2 separate regions of the Anser cygnoides genome follow, and region 2 is linked to region 1. Evidence: chromatin contacts called from public Hi-C data. All regions are on one chromosome and are shown on one strand. The core of a region is the stretch at or near the end of the contact, and the rest is flanking DNA. Distances in the headings are between cores, read along the strand shown.

The links. Hi-C and Micro-C count contacts between places; a contact is called where the count stands out from the background.
Region 2: a Hi-C map of liver shows a contact between it and region 1, with 2.3 times the contacts expected there. The contact joins the promoter of COMMD9 here to the enhancer-like site in region 1. A contact is called at or near these places in 3 of 7 Hi-C or Micro-C datasets (granulosa cells and liver).

Annotation. Positions count from the first base shown.
Region 1 is chr5:16,795,279-16,799,294 of Taihu_goose_T2T_genome, reverse strand. It overlaps PRR5L (proline rich 5 like), which reads left to right. Exons shown (of 17, transcript XM_066997100.1): 15 at 2,449-2,589; 16 at 3,024-3,150. Among named protein-coding and RNA genes, the nearest start is that of TRAF6, 40 kb to the right of the region's middle. Within about 2 kb of position 1,399, at least 1 of the 3 cell types and tissues checked has open chromatin away from gene starts, as enhancers often do. A contact at or near this core is called in liver, where this site is marked.
Region 2 is chr5:16,855,031-16,858,855 of Taihu_goose_T2T_genome, reverse strand. It overlaps COMMD9 (COMM domain containing 9), which reads right to left and starts at 1,250. Exons shown (of 6, transcript XM_048045834.2): 1 at 1,105-1,250; 2 at 857-982; 3 at 418-557. The coding sequence starts at 1,155. All of the region lies in intron 3 of PRR5L (proline rich 5 like), which reads left to right.

The DNA.
Region 1 (4,016 bases), core at 150-2,649:
TAACCTTTTTACTGTGTTTATTTTTATTCTTTCCTTGCTGCAGATGCTTAAAGGTAGGTGTTTGGCAGCTCAGACTGCACAATTATAATATCCTCCATTTTTTTCTCCTTTTGCAACTAACTCTCAGTCATAGAGTGACCTAATCTATTTATGTAGGGGTTTGTCTGCACTGCAGCTATCCGTGCACTGTAGAAACAGCTGAGCTAACTGTGCGTAATGTCTACAGATGCTATTAATTCTTCCACTTATCAGAAAAATCTCCTCCGGTGCTATTAAATGTCTCTAATGAGAATCTGAACAAAAACTACTGCACGGTTGGTGCAGCTTTTGGAAGTAGCTTGGTGGTGGTGGTGATGAAACCGTGACTATGGGATGCTGAGATTCTCTGAAATCTTAACTTTCTTACTGCATCTATGTTGTCACAAAATCTGAGTCCAAACTATTTTATAGAAGCTGTGAAGTTAAGGACGTATTGTTATTTTATAAATGAGGAACTGAAAGGTTACAGACCACATATTTAAAGCTTTGCAAGCATCTAAGTCCTACACAAATGTATGGATTTAAACACCCTAAATAAATACATCTAAGAATCTGACTCAAAGTAAGCTGCCTTAGGCTACAACAAAGGGAATTGCCGGTGCCATGAGAAACTGAATCATGATTGCTCTTATTCCAGAGCAGTGCCCTGATAACAAGGTTGGCCTTTTCCTACAAATAAGAAACTGTATGTGCCTATTTATCTGGTGCATCAGGAAATGTTAAAAAGAGGTCATCTAGCAAATCCCTTTCACCAAGCTGCAGTTCTCCATGAGCTACTCTGGTAGCTGAGGAAGCCTTTGCGTTGTTGGTTCCCCATCACCTGTGACTCCTTTGTTGTAAATGCCAATGCCAATGTAAGCATTTTGTTGTGTCTTCTGTGATCCCAGCAACTCTCCATTCAGAATGAAAGTAAGTCAGCCAAACTTGTGAGTCTGTTACCAATGGTAGTAACTAGAAGTAACTTCCTATCTCAGCTAAGTTTAAACCTGAGGCTCAGAGCTGTTGCAGAAATATGACCTTTAAGCAGCCAAGTTGGTTAAATTGCTGTACAGAGGGAAACTATGTAAACAGGTCACTGACTTTTATATAGTTTCAGCTGTTGATGTAACTACCTGGTGTGGAAAAAGAATAGCAAGTCTTGTTTTGTTTGGCACAGCGAGATGTTTGCATTTTGAAATGGGATACGAACTTAATGGGACTAAACTGCCTGATATAAATAAAGTGTGCAGCTGCTGAAATACAGTTCAGAGAGATGAACCAGTCCTTTCTACACCTTGATGATTTTAAACATGCAGCGATGGTTTAAACAGCAAAGTGCTTTTACTGTGGCCAAGCTGCCTGCCAGACCACTTGCTTTAGGTCATATTTACATATTGATGATGCTGTTAATTATGACATTAAACCCATTATGAATTAATGATTAACTGGTGTTAATTCCTTCCAGCTAAATATTTGCCTCGATAGTTGTGTTATGGAGACTATAAAATGGCTCCAAAAAGGAGTGCAGGGCACAGATTAACAGGCTGGAGAGAACTAGGAAAACTCTTCAGGCTGGAAAGTGCTGGGCAGGGCTGGGAGGAAAATTTCTGTGTTAAGTGGGACAAGAGGAAATCATATGTACGTTAAGCCTTACAGAAGGAAAGACAAACACCAGAATGACCAATGGAGTCCAACAATGTCTAAGTGCGCTAAGAAAAACTACAACGTCTTCATCTGTTAACCCTGCTCACTTGTGTTGTTGATGCTAAAGGCCACAGAACATCTTGTGGTGGAAATTAAATCTGTTGCTTTCATTATCTGTCCATTTTTTATTTTATTTTTTTTAAATTTTGTTGGTACAAGCAGTCCAATTAGCTTTGTTCTAGCCTAAATCCTAACATCTGCAGTGGACTGCATTCTGGATTTTTGTCTTATCAACAAGGTCTAAAGTGCAGATGTTGAACAGAAAGAGGATCCAATACAGACCAGAGGTAGGCTTGGTTAAGGAATATTCTGTACCAACCTTTCTTTGCCAAATCTTTTGTGGTTTCTCAGCTCCAGTTGTCCAATGTACCAGCTGCATCTGTCTTCAGATGTTTGTGACCAGATCTGCTGTCAGTTGGGTTTCATGAATATGCAGCATTTTGCTGAAATACAAGTCCCTGTTTGGCTTCACTCCAAACCTAGTGGTTGGAGTTCCAACTCCAAACCTCAGATGAGGTGTTACCCCTTTCAGAATTTATGTGGGACAGAGACTGAGTGGGAAGCTACCAAAGAGTGCCAAAAGTCCTCACACCGAGCAGCTGAGGTGCTTCACCACAGCAGCGATGGGCAGGATAGGCCCTTTCTGTCTGTGTGCATGTATGTATTGGTGTGGTGCTCCCATGGCCCTTTACTAACTCTTGGGTTTTTGCGTACTGTGTTTTTCAGGGTCAGGAGTTGACTATCCGTCAGATTGCTCTTCTTGGCTTCAGAGACTTGGTGTTGCTAAAAGTGAAGTTGGAAGAAATTCTTCCTCTGGTCCAGTCAAAGCTCCCAGCTTCCATTGTCCAGATGCTGTTAATTCTGCAGGTGAGGAGCCTCTTGATTTCTTCATCTGACTCCACTAGCGATTCTTGTCCTCACCTTGCTGAAACAAATCTTGGAATGGAGAATGGGGAAGGCAGAGGGTGTAATGAATGGGAAATTGTGTGCTTATTTCGGAATCGTAAACGTAGAAATGAGAGCTAAATTTGAGTAGTTAATGCCCTGAACTTTCCTGGAAATGGGTAAGGATATTTCTGAGAGGGACAGGTTCTGCTCTTTTGTGTTTGCATTTTCCTTGGTACCTTGTCTCCCCAGCTAGGAACAGTCCCACAACTCTTATTTCCACATCGCCATCTACCAGCTTCTCTGAATGCCTCTTTGTGCCCCAGTTCTCTTGGTTTGTCAGCTTTGTAATGACCCGGTGAGTCTTACTCAAAGTCATGTAAGGGTAACATTGGCTTTTCGTGTTTGAATTTCAGAGTGTCCATGAGCCCACTGGCCCTAGTGAGGGCTACCTACAGCTGGAAGAACTGGTCAAGCAGGTGGTGTCACCGTACTTGGGTTTGTGTGAGGATCACAGCTTCTCTGGTGGCACCTGCTTGCTTGGTAAGATGTGTGTACTATACACAAGCTCTTTCAAACACTCTTACTGGGGTACATATGTCAGCTAATGTGAGGCAGTGCACATCTGCTAGAAAAGGAGACAGTGCATGACTACATGAGAGAGAAAGCAAAGGTTAAAGCACTTCCAAGAAGGTCCTGATTAATATGTTTCTGAATGGTGTGGTTTTTATTTTCCATCACTGAGTGAACTATAAAGGTCCCACCACTGCCCACACATGCAAAATCTCGCCTCTTTCTGAAGGCAGTTGGGATTTGAAAGCTGCTCTCTCTGGTCTATGCCTGATGTGCTGCCCTCACCCTCTCTTGCTGGTGAGAAATTGCACCCATTCCTTGTCTGCCTGCTCGCTGTTGCTCGCTAACCTGCATTGACTGCCTCAACTCCTGCACTCACTGCTGCATCCACCACCCTTCACAGCCAGCTAAATTCTTGTTTACTCATCCTGAGAGATTACTCTTGTATTTTTTTTTTTCATGGAGTCTTTCTTCAATCTGAGGACTCTTTAAAAAGAAAATCTGTATTTAAATGGTGGATAGATGGGGCTAGGAGAGAGAACTGGCACTGCACTTCAGAAAGGGGGTGCTTACTGTGGAAAACTTTAGACCTGATCCAGGAGCTCTGCTCACAATTATGGTGAGCAAGAAAAGATTGACCAGCTAAGAAATAGTTATGGCAATACTGTTTTGGTAACTGTGAAGATTTAAATGGAGCAAGTGAAGAAAACTTCGGTCCCCCTACTACTTTTCGGCACTTTATAAGCTGTAGCCTCTACCTGGATACACTCATGACAGCCCTAAGTTAGCTGAAGACATGCAGCCTGTCTTGTACTGTGCCTCAGTAGCACAGGGTA
Region 2 (3,825 bases), core at 1-2,500, 60 kb before region 1:
AGGGTGGTTTGTCTCTGATAGGAACGCTCCCGTAACCAGGGCTCCAGCAGTCAGCAGAGCCCCCAGATCTGCAGGGCTGCTCTCCAGCCTCCCGTCCCCAAGTCTGTACACATAGCCAGGGCTGCCCTGTCCCTTTTTGTTAAGACAAACGTGGTTTTACGTTATGTGAATTAGGTCCACACCCATTCCAAAAGCCTTGGGAAAGCCCTCCGTGCACACTGCAGCACTGTTTGCCATTCCATGCAGGTGATGTACTTCGTTCAGCTCGGCTCATCCCGGGCGGTGTGATTAAGCCCGCAGCATACACAAGACTGCCAGAACCAAAACTCTGAATGCTGCCAACTACCCACGTACCAAACCACACAAACACACTTTAACTTTCCAACCGAAAGCAGATGGCAGGTGGGTAACACTCACATATTCTCCAAGATTATCTTAGTTAAAAGGTTTTTCAGGTTTTGGTGAAAGTTTTCTGGAAAGAGAGCGAGGATGTCTTCTGCCCTTGTCAAGCCGCGGTACACGACGTGCCTGGTGAGGCTGTGCAAGGCGGACACCAGCTGTAGGAAAGGAAGATGGGAAAAGGACTCCGCAGGGCTGAAAAGCATCGCGTACGGCATGGGACGGGACTCAGTGCCCTGACAAGACACAGCTCCTGCGAGGATACCTGTGCAGCTGGGGCACTGCATGCCCCGACAGAGGGCAGGAACCAGAGCCGTTTGCAGGTCGGGAGCCCCACTGCTCTCCCGTCCCACGAGGAGCCCCCCGCCCCTCACGCACGCCCCCTCCGCATCCCTTTACCGCCGGACCCCGGGCGGAGGATCGCCTTCACCCAGCGCCTCTCGCTAGGGGCTCCTACCTGCGCGGCCTCCTCGGGGCCGGCGGCGATGGCGGGGCAGGCGCGCTGCGCCAGCGGGCCGAGGCCGGCGGGCGGGCTGGAGAAGCACTCCTGGCACAGCTGCCGCACGGCCTCCTTCGACGGCGCCTGCCGGGGAGCAAAGCGGGACGCGCTCAGCCGCGGCCCGGCAGGAAGCGGCCCCCGCCGCCGGGCTGGGCGCCGCCTCCCCCAGCGGCAGCGGCAGCGCGGCGGCCCCGCGGCCCGCTCACCTTCAGCAGGCTCTGCAGGGCGGCGAACTCCCCCTCGCGCAGCGCCGCCATCTTGGCGCCCTCGGCGGGGGCGGGCGCCGCGCCTCCCCTCCCGCCCCGCCGCCATCTTGTTGGGGCGGTGCGGGGCGGTGCGGGGCCCGGGCACGCCGGGCGCTGTAGTCCGGCCGCCGGGGCCAGAAACCCGCAGTAACAAGTGCAGGGGCTGTGCTTTTCCTGGGGTTTCTTGCGTGCTTTGACGCACCCAGGCTAAAAGTGAAAGCTGTGAAATATTTAAGCCTCAGCTCCACGTCCGTAAAACAAGCTGCTGCGACAATTATTGGAGCTAAAATGCAGGATAATGTTTTGCACCGAATTAGCATGCATCCTGTGTAAAATTTTACAGACGCACGCAACTACAGTGCCCTTTTTGAAATACATGAAGTGATACTTTGTTTCACCATTCAGTGCAATGAAGAGTGAAACCAGACACAGAGCTTAAGCCATGTGTAGCAGCGTAAACTCCCTTACCACAAGGGTAGGGGTGACACCGAGAGGTGCCAGCAAGCTTCACGCCCATCTCCTTGGCTGACTGCAGGCCGCTTGCACTCTGAACTCATGGTGTTGCTCCATGCTGAGAGAGGAAATGACTTGGGACAGCAGTGGGAGGATGGCATTGTGGAGGCCTAGACCTCGCCTGTGGCACGCTGCCGTGCAGCTCCAAGGAGCAAGAGCTTGCGCTGAGGGGACCGGCCTCCGTTCTTCGAGTGCCTGCAAGCATTTGGCCAAAGTCTGCTCTGGAGCATGTGCAAGGTAGGATGTGTAGCATGTGAATGGTGCATGAGTTGGGCTTGAGATCAGAGCCTCAGGTACCTGACAGTGCAGTCATGACCTGTGTCAACAGTGAGATCGCTGGGGTAAGAGTAAGCCCTAAATATTCTGCTTCTCCCTCTCTGATTTAATCAATTTTTTACTGTCAGTGCAAATCCCTTTGTTGGATGCAGAGTTTAGCAGTAAACACTCTATTTTCAGCCAGTGGGAACTGGAGGCAAAAGATTTATCATGGCATTGCTGCAATGATATGGACCATTACCTTAGTAAACTGTGTACGTTTTACGCTTTGTAAAAGATATTCAAATAAATCCTCTTTCCGAGAGAGAAATTGTCTCTGTTTTGTCTTGTATAATTCACAGCACATCTGGCACCAGGATATCTGTGTAATCTATGGGCTTTCTCATCACCTTTTCTGTCAAAACATCTTCATTTTCGTTTGCATTGTTCTCCTGTAGGCAGAATAATACATGGTAAGAAATGCTAATGGGATGTCATTTGCATTGGGCTCCACAGGTTTGTCAAAGAAAAGGGATTCCTCTCGCAGAGGAACTTATTTTACTTTCTCATGCTGGGAAACCTTCAAGGGCAGAAGAATCTAAAGGGAAAGTATTTTATTTTCTATCATTTTTCATGAGGAACAGGAAATGAGTCTCAGGGGGAACAGTTTTGGGGGTATGAGTTTACCATCTGTAGCCTCTTCAAATTACTTAGTATGATTGACCAGTTCAGAGAGCTGCAATATACTTGTGCTGCTTTCTCTAGCACTGTGTTACCAATAAGTTTAACCCAGTGCAGGCAGTACATTATGGAAGGCTGAAGGTCTGCCATATGGAGTCTTCTTGATGGAGATGCCTTCCTGGGAGAACCGATGTGCTGCTGAATTTAGGTGGTAGGACTACGTGGGCAGTGAGTCTTGTGGATGCCATTTGCTTATCCAGGTGGTAGAACTATATAGCTCCTTACTCTGATCGGAAAAGGAAAACTAGCTACACAGGATCAGATTACAGGAACTGTGTGACATTGTCTATTCCTTCCCAAGAGGAAGAACCTGAAAGATTTGATGATGGTCCTTCTTCCACTGGTGCCACAGCTATCATTTCCCACCTACACAAATACAGCAGTATCTGCAAGCTACACATTAGAACAGACCAGAAGGTGAAGGGAAGGAGCTCCTGGTTTTTGTTTGCAAAATTTAAGGTTTGCAAAGTAAGCAATCTAAACAATTGCATCACAAAGGAAAAAAATGTAGCAGTGGTTAGAGGTCAGGATTTAAGAGCCAGGAAACTGGAATCGTGTCTTTCTGATTCTGCTTCAGCTTTCACATGAAGCTAGGTAGCTTCATTTTTGTCACCTGAATGACAGGAAGGTAATGTAACTTCTGTGTCACATAAAGCCCTGCATTAACAAATGTGGGCATTTATTAACATCAGCATGAATTTAGAGGTTGTGAAAGCATAAACTGAATGAAAGTGATATAAAAAGAAAGGCAGCACTATGTTACAATCTCTGGGCAAATAAGCCTAAAGGGAAACAGAACTGAATACAGGATATCACTTAATATTGTAATTGTATCAATGATCTCTTAAATTCTTCCTGCTTGTTTTGTTTACAAACCCATAAAACTAGCATTTTCTACAATCAGAGGTAAGCAGAATTTTTCTAACTGTTAAAGCTTCTGAAATGCCATTTTCAGCTGAGGAAGACAGTCACTAAGTTTTGGCAGGGCTCTTCTAAAGCAATCACTTTAAAACACTTACATGAAAGTCAGATTGATTTTACTGCCTAGTTAAAGACTTAATTGTACAGAATAACTTTGTCAGACAAATAGGTGGAGGGCTGCAAAGGGCGGCTGGGGGCGGGGAGCAGAGGGAGTAGATAACTATTATTGCTGTGAAGAAGTATGTGGCAAGG